2 separate regions of the Sus scrofa genome follow, and region 1 is linked to region 2. A link is a contact called in public Hi-C data. All regions are on one chromosome and are shown on one strand. Each heading gives the region's core, a stretch centred on a gene start, on an enhancer-like site or on the middle of the called end of the contact. The rest is flanking DNA. Distances are from core to core; before and after follow the strand shown.

Region 1 (4,119 bases), core at 117-2,616, 92 kb after region 2:
ATAATCTCAGCCACACAACTCTACGGAACATAAAAATCTGTCTACTAAGGGATGGCGAGGACAGCGTCATTTGTTGCACAAGTCAAAACCACCTCAATCTCAGCTTTCCCATCTGCCAAATAAAGATAATAAGTTCACCACTTAAGTTTGCTGTGAGACTTAAATAAGAAAACATAAGCAAAACTGAGTCACTGAACACCTGGCATGGCATGCAACAGGTACTAAGTAAATGGTGGTTAAATCCCTCTATATATCGTTCAAGAACATTTACTATGTGTGCCATCTCTATTAGTATCGGTTAATGAAAAATATGCAAATATAATGACATTGATTACGTAAACTGTTTCGAAAATGAAACTTTACAATTATCATTTTAGAAAAATTGAAGGTTTGCGGCACTGAAGAAAAACAACCATTATACAATAAATCTAATTGCTGCCCCTGTCGAGACCTAAAAGAAAATGTTCCTCTCTCTACCCTGCTCTCACCCCCAGGGGAGAGGGGCTTTGCCTTTGATTTTTCAAAGCATATCTGATTTCTTCCAGCCATTACAGAGTCAAATAAGATGGATTTAGATACAACGGCGAAGGAATAACAACACTTACTTCTATTCTGCACTTGAACCAACAGACTCAAATCCTTTGAAATATGATCATCAATGCAATTACATGCTGAACTGCTGTAAATTAACAAACAGTCATCTGGGAAACATAAAGCAAAACTAGTGACAATGTGCTTCTAATTGCATGGGAGATCAAGATATTAGTGATATTTTATATGCTGCTTCACTGCCCAAGAAACAGCATACATTTTTCATAACAATGACTTTTTTCAACCAGAAACAACCCATGGAGTCAAAACTCAATTTACAGGGTGAAGAGGAAACCGAAGGGAAAAAAATACACAACTGAAACAATGCCTTTAGTATCTGGAAGAGAGGTGGGACGGGCAGGAGCAAGAAAGAAAAAAAGAGCGAGCGAGCCAAAATACATTTATATTACTGCTTTGAAATCACTCTTTAGATTCAAACAGCAAGCTAAACTAATTTTTTTTTGTCTTAATGATTCAGACATCTCAACCTCCAATGATTAAAATAGCTTCTCTGCAGTTTGCAAGACTCTGAGCTGGGCAAGGGGGTATATAGTCATAGTGCCTACACATAGGAATCCTCATTGCGTTAACAAACTTTAGTCTAGCAAAGCACAAAACCTACTTGGCACTCATATGTCCCTCACCCAACAGCTTAATACTCTTTATAAACACAGAGGTAGAGGCTACAAAATTTACACAGGGGCTCTGGCGCGGGGCATAGGCTCACACACATGCTCTCACATGCGTCTTTGTTCCTGTTTTCCAATATGATGAAAATCTGTGGGAAAGGCTGCCCCCTTGTGTTCATTTCAGGGCAGCTGTGGTCCTTGCTATAGCTGGAACAACCATGATGGCTTCAGAGAGCAGACTTAGCCCACTCAAGCTCTACTCAGAAATCTGGGCTGGTATAATTGTTTGGGTTTTTAGAAAAAGTGGCAATGCTTCTTTCATGCCCAGGAAAACCACTCTGGACCTCTACTGAGGCACAGCCACGTGCAGCTGGTTCTTGTGCGTACAATCAGGATGAGAACCACCTTTTTAAAGCTCCTAGTTGTGAGAAGAGATCTTTAGAGGGATGTAATTCCTATCTGTCAAATGGCCTCTGGAGCTCTGGCTTCCCAAATGTCACCTAAAGAAACCCACTGAAAGAAGGGCCAAGAGGATACTGAGAACACCAAAGTAACTAAAACAGGGAGGAAAGCCCATGATATGGTTAATTAGTAAGGTTCTTAGAAAAGCAATTAAGAGAGAAAGAAAGGCTTATCATGAGAGATCATCTGACTCAACCTTCTTTTACATGGATATACTTTCAGGCCTGGAAGTTCCCACAGAAGGAGCCAACTTGCTAGAGGTCTCAGCTGGCAGTCCTAGGGCTGTTTCTCATTTATGAGGCCACCTCATTGGCAAGCGCGGGATCAAAAACTGTGGCAGGCCTATAAATAATTTGGAAACTTAACATTAAACACCCAGCAGGAGAAATCTAACCTCCTGGGTAAGACATACAGTAAGCATGAAATACATGTATGTTAGAGAATGACTAGGCTATAAAATCAAGCAAACAAAGGTTTGCCTTTTCAGAGCAAACAATAGCTCACTACATGTTAAAAAACAAAAACTAACAACAACAACAACAAAAAAAACCCTCCATCTTTTCTTTCCCCCCTTTTGGAGACTCTGGATCCTGAGAAAGAAAGGCCTGTTAAAGACAATGATATCCCTTCACTTCCCCCAAATCTCAAGTCAAATGTCCAAAGAAAGGTAAGAATTAGGGAAAGACTATGTCAACACAGGAGCAAAATGCCAGAAAATCTGAAAAAGAGAGTGAGATCAAAGGTCACCCAGGCATCCTGGAATTAATTTATGCCACTAAGAGAGCAACTGGTCTTTCCACAAGTTAGAAATAAGAGATCTTGGACCTCACATAAATACCCTCAAGTAAGAAGGCACAGGGCAGATGTCTTCATGTCTTCAGTGAAAACCCTGGGACAGAAGTAGTAATTTTGGCTACTTGCCAGCCAGCTCAATTGGAGTCAGCCAGGCCTGGGGCCCACGACAAAAGAGCTGATATGAACCTGGAAAGGGCTTCTCCCCAAAACAGACTAGTCCTGCTACAACGGAATGGCCTAAAATGACCTGGTAATAAGAAAGTTAGGAGGCCAGAACAACTCAGGGCGGAGTTTAAGTCACAGTCCCTTCCTAAGCTCCTCATCACTACAAAGGGCTCAGTATGGTAAGGACGTCGATTCTTCCCAAATGAACTTGGAAATTCACATATATAAAACGATTTCTTACTAAAAGAACATGCACATGTAGGAATGTATGTTTATGCATGGACAGAAGTTTGGAAAAACACACATTAGACTATACATTCTAAACTCTGCAGTGATTGCCCCTAGGAAGGTAACTCCCCTAGTTTATATTATTGAGCTTTACAATAAAAGAAGGTGACCACAACTTACTTCTGTAAATAAAACAAAACGTCTCAATGTAGATATTTAATTTACTTGAATGAAATAAAATGATCTCAAGTTCGTATGGAGAAATAAATGTCTAAGAACAGCCCCAAAATTATGAAAAATAGTCATAAAATTAGATCAAGAAAGAATGACTGCAGTTCTCACTGTGCAACAGTGGAAATGAATCTGACTAGTTATCTATGAGGATGCAGGTTTGATCCCTGGCCTCACTAAGGGGTCTGGGGAGCCGGTGCTTGATGTGAGCTGTGGTGTAGGTTGCAGACGTGGCTTGGATCTTATGTGGCTGTGGTATAGGCCGGCAGCTGTAGCTCTGATTTGACCCCTAGCCTGGGAACCTCTATGTACCGCAAGTGAGGCCCTAAAAAGCAAAAAAAAAAAAAAAAAAAAAAAAGATTGAAACCATGAAAACCAAACAATATAGATGACCAAACACATCAGAATAGAAAACAGAGCCCAGCATCAAACTACTATAGCATATGCAGCAATTTAATGGTGACAGAAGTGGTAGTAAAACTTGATGGTGGGGGAAGGTTTATTTGATAAACTATGCTGGCACAACAGCTATGCATCTGGAAAAAAAATAAACTGGAATATTTGGCCTCCAGGCAACCTGGTCCATGCCTAAGCATAGCTGGGCCCATGAGAATCACTTAACATAAAACAGTCGAAGGACAATGCAAGAAAGAGTGCAACTGCCAAGGTATGTGGTAGAGAATAAGAGAATTAAAAAAAAGGGGGGGGGAGCATCAGTGGAGCTTACGTCCCTACACATCACACCTCTGAGAATATGATGCACAAAAACAAGTGGGCACAGACAGCCCTCTGGGCTATGAGGCAACTGAGTTCTGCCTTCCCTGGGGAACTCACTCCCTCAGCTCAGGAGGAGGCAAAGGGGCCACAAATGGGGGCAACAGAACTAAGCCCAGAACAATGCTCTTCTCTTGACTGGACAAACGCACACAGAAAAGAGCCGAAAAACACTCTGTTTCTCCAACATCAAATAGGTTTTTTTCAGCCCAGAATGTACCCCTGAACCTCCCGGAACACGTGG
Region 2 (4,162 bases), core at 1,481-3,980:
GTCAAATCTTTTTTAAAAAATCAAGTGGGGAGTTCCTGTTGTGTGCAATACATAAGGCTTCGGGTTCAATCCCTTGCCTCGCTCAGTGGGTCGGAAATCTGGCATTTCCATACACTGTGGTGTAGGTCACAGACACAGCTAGGATCTGGCATTGCTGTGGCTGTGGCGTCGACTGGCAGCTGCAGTTCCAATTTGGCCCCTAGCCTGGGAATTTCCATATGCCTTGATTGTGGCCCTAAAAAAAAAAAAATCAAGTGTGCTGATATAATAAGGCTGTTATTGGGAGGCTCCTAAGCCAATATATTTTATCTGTGGTCCTGTCTAATGTCAAACCTTACCGTTTCAGGACCTAGAGTTTCTTCTGGAACAGAGTGCAGATACCCCAGCTGTCGTGGGCTTCAGGACCTGGGGAGGGAGGGGGGCACTGTGTACAAGGATGCGCTTCCAGACACGAAGAAGAAGTGGAAGCCTGCTATTTCCCCGCGATGGACCATGGAAGGAAGAGGGACAGAGGAGAGGCAGTGGGTCGGACTCGTGTGTTGTATGGAGTCCCCACTGCAGCCCCAATCCCAGGATGTGGTGGGGGTGGGTGCTAAGATGAAGGAAGAGCTGCAAATGGAGGGGGGCTCAGGCTCTGCTGGTGCGCAGAGTACGCGTGGCGGCAGAAGTAGGGAAGGCCTGGGTGAGCGCTCCGTGGGCCTCCCTTAAGCTGGAGGGGCCCAGAAAAGCCAGTGGGTGACAACCATGCTTGAGCCCCAGGGACCCCCCCATGGTAAGGAGAGAGGTAACCCCCATAAAGGCTACAGAGTCCACAACTTTGTAGGGGTTGGGTGGAGGGTGTGTCTGAAACTCAGAAGGCTGTGAAGCACTGTGAAGAGCTGGGGGAGGGCTGAGTCCACATGGGAGAAAAACCGGACCCCGATCCAAACAAGAAAGCCAACTTCAAGTTAATCTGCATACCAGAGAGAGGTAGCCCACAGGGCAAGTGTCCCTGCCTTTGTGTCACCTTCCTCTCAAGTTCCAACCACTCCCATTCCTGGCCCTCCTCTGGTCCTCAGGGCTGCCACACTTCCTGCAGCCACAGGGCCTTTGCACATCCCACATCCCACCTCTCCTCCCTCCAAACTCTGGTTCCTGGCTCGGTCATTTTCTTGTCTTCCATACTTGTTTTATTTAGTTGTACTGTCTTTTTCTTTTTAGGGCCACACCCATGGCATATGGAAGCTCCTGGGCTAGGGGTCGCATTGGAGCTGCAGCTACAGGCCTACACCACAGCTCATGGCAACGCTGGATCCTTAACCCACGGAGCCAGTTCAGGGAACAAACCCAAATTTTCACAGAGACAACGTTGTGTCCTTAAACAGCTGAGCCACAACGGGAACTCCTATGTAGTTGTCATTTTAATCTATCTTTGATTAACACTGACCTCCCCAACAAGACGATATGCTCCCCAGGGATGGGGACAGCATTTGTTTTCACTCATCACTGTGTGTGCCCAGCACCCAGCACAGACACCAGCAAATGACAGACCCTTAACCAACCTTTGCCGAATGACTGGACTAACAGCTGAATGAGTGAATGCCCTGTCACAGTTGCTCTATGTGGCAAGAGATATTTTTTTGGTTTTGTCTTTTCAGGGCCACACCCAGGGCATATGGAGATTCCCAGGCTAGGGGTTGAATCGGAGCTGCAGCTGCCAGCCTACACCACAGCCACAGCAATGCCAGATCTGAGCTGCATCTGTAACCTAACCACAGCTCAGGGTAACGCCAGATCCTTAACCCACTGAGTGAGGCCAGGGATGGAACCTGCGTCCTCCTGGATACTAGTCAGGTTCTTAACCCACTGAGCCACAACGGGAACTCCCACATCCCTCTTCTTTGACTTCAAAGTCAAAGCAACATTTTCTTCTTCTGATGAGGAACCTGAAGACTCGCAGGGTCTTTTAGTTTTGCTTTTACTTTCCATTATGAAAATTTTCAGCAGACAATAAAAGTGAGGGGGACAGTATAACATTCTTTGGAGAAGTATTGCCAAGTAAATTACAGATATCACAGCCATTTCCTGTCAAAGACTTCAATTTGCACCTTATAGACCCTTTCCTACTTAACCCAAATACTGTTATCGAATCTAACAGAATGATCCAGCATTTTTTCATTATCAGCCCACACTCAGGCCGTATTTAGATTTCCCCAGTGATCTCCAAAATGTCTTCTACACTGGGTTTCCTGGATCCGGGAGCCAAACAAAGTCCTCACACAGAGCAGGGTGTTTTGAAACCATCTCAGATGTCTTAATTCAGACCATATGTTGAGCAGCGTGGAAGAGAGAGAGAAGCAGACAGCTCCCCTTACTCTCCTGCAACCTCAGTCCTTCGTTCCGGTCTGTTCCTGGATGGCATGCAAGGCCAAGGCCTGGGAACCCAGGTCCGTGTGGACCCCAGGCTCTGCAGGCATATTCCAGAAGCCCATGACAGCCCCCAGGAGAGGCGACCCCCAAGCCGCACTTCAGAGAAGCAGAGAGATGACCTGCCAGGAAAGTCTTTTCTTTTTCCCATCTTGCCAAGCCCTCCGGGAACCCTTGCCACCAGTTCTGAGAGGAAGGTGCCGCCTCCGGGTAGGTCGTGGGGTGGGGGGGTGCCCGCTGTGCCGTCAAACTTTGCAGAGGTCAAAGCACTTTCGCTGGTTCTCAGACCCAGTGCAGGCAGCCTGGAGGCCTGAGGTCAGCCAGAAAGGCTGCAAACTGGCGTGTGTCACCAGAATGCGGGGGGGTCGAGCTGGCTGCTGGGCACAGGACTTGGCTGTGCCAGTAAGATTTTTTTTGTCATCTTGATGGGAATTTTGTGGTTTTTCATATTGCCTTGGGATAAAATATGGGTCATAGTCCCTTGGGTCATAGTCCCCCAAATATGTAGCCACTGAATATCGTTTACTTTTCACTTATTTACTTTTTGTCTTTTGTCATTTTTAGGGCTGCACCCGCGGCATACGGAGGTTCTCAGGCTAGGGGTCCAATAAGAACTGCAGCCGCCAGCCTACACCACAGCCACAGCCACACCAGATCCGAGCCACATCTGCAAGCTGCACCACAGCTCAGGGCAATGCCAGATCCTTAACCCACTGAGCAAGACCAGGAATCGAACCCGCAACCTCATGGTTCCTAGTTGGATTCATTTCTGCTGCACCATGACAGGAACTCCTGAATTGTCCTTTAAATGACACTCTTCCAAGTTATACTTTTCCCCTCCAGCAGCCACGGAAGCATAGCATCCCCCCTCCCCCGACCTTGGCTTCCTTGCCACCACAATGAGGGAAAGACTGGAAAATTCCACCCCTAAGTTGAAGTTCCCCTGACCCTCCCCCCGAAACAATGGGGTTTGAAAAGACTGAGTCCTCTGTGGGGGCAGTCACTCTCTGTGCTCCACAAAAGCTGGAGGCCACCTGGAAACATCCCAGGAGGCACCACAGGAGCCCAGGCTCACCAGGTGGGCATAGGTGTGGTTGTTCACAGGCCACACCTTGCCTTTGAGCAGCCTGGGCTCTGCTACCGTCAGGCCTCCTGCCCCCACCCCTGCCCATCGGGACAGAGAGCCAGTCTCAGACTGAGGGCTACGGGACTCAGACACGATGGAAGAGCCACCCTGCTCTCTCCCCTCCCTCCGCTGTTGGTCCAGATACTTCTCTGTTATGGGTCCTGACTGGTGAGCTGGCAGATGTTTAGCAGCTGCCCTGGCTTCACCCACGAGATGCCAGAAGCATCATCAGACATTGCAAATGTCCCCTGGGAGTCCAGATCACCCCCAGTGGAGAACCCCTGTTTTATTTATTTTTTTTAATCTTTTTGTCTTTTTAGGGCCACACCCACGGCACATGGAGATTCCCAGGCTAGGGGTCAAATTGGAGCTACAGCTGCCAGCCCACACCACAGCCACAGCAATGGGGGATCTGAGCCATGTCTGCCACCTACACCACAGCTCACAGCAACCCACTGAGCAAGGCCGGGGATCGAACCCGCATCCTCATGGAATCTAGTCAGCTGTGTTAACCGCTGAGACACGAAGGGAACTCCAAGAGCCTCTGTTTTAGATCTTAAACAGACACTTGTTTAAAAAGTCAAAAAGTTCCAGAACTGTGTATACCAGCTGAGAGAACCACAAACCAGG

Evidence for each region. Hi-C and Micro-C count contacts between places; a contact is called where the count stands out from the background.
Region 1: a Hi-C map of embryonic fibroblasts shows a contact between it and region 2, with 3 times the contacts expected there. The contact joins two enhancer-like sites. A contact is called at or near these places in 1 of 5 promoter capture datasets (liver), 24 of 47 Hi-C or Micro-C datasets (adipose tissue, alveolar macrophages, brain and 15 more) and 2 of 2 datasets of contacts at active chromatin or transcription factors (alveolar macrophages and skeletal muscle).

The regions. Positions count from the first base shown.
Region 1 is chr7:50,909,910-50,914,028 of Sscrofa11.1, forward strand. The region is part of intron 15 of EFL1 (elongation factor-like GTPase 1); the gene reads right to left. Among named protein-coding and RNA genes, the nearest start is that of EFL1, 65 kb to the right of the region's middle. Within about 2 kb of position 1,367, at least 9 of the 83 cell types and tissues checked have an H3K27ac peak or open chromatin away from gene starts, as enhancers often do. A contact at or near this core is called in embryonic fibroblasts, where this site is marked.
Region 2 is chr7:50,816,186-50,820,347 of Sscrofa11.1, forward strand. No RefSeq gene overlaps it. Among named protein-coding and RNA genes, the nearest start is that of MEX3B, 65 kb to the left of the region's middle. Within about 2 kb of position 2,731, at least 8 of the 83 cell types and tissues checked have an H3K27ac peak or open chromatin away from gene starts, as enhancers often do. A contact at or near this core is called in embryonic fibroblasts, where this site is marked.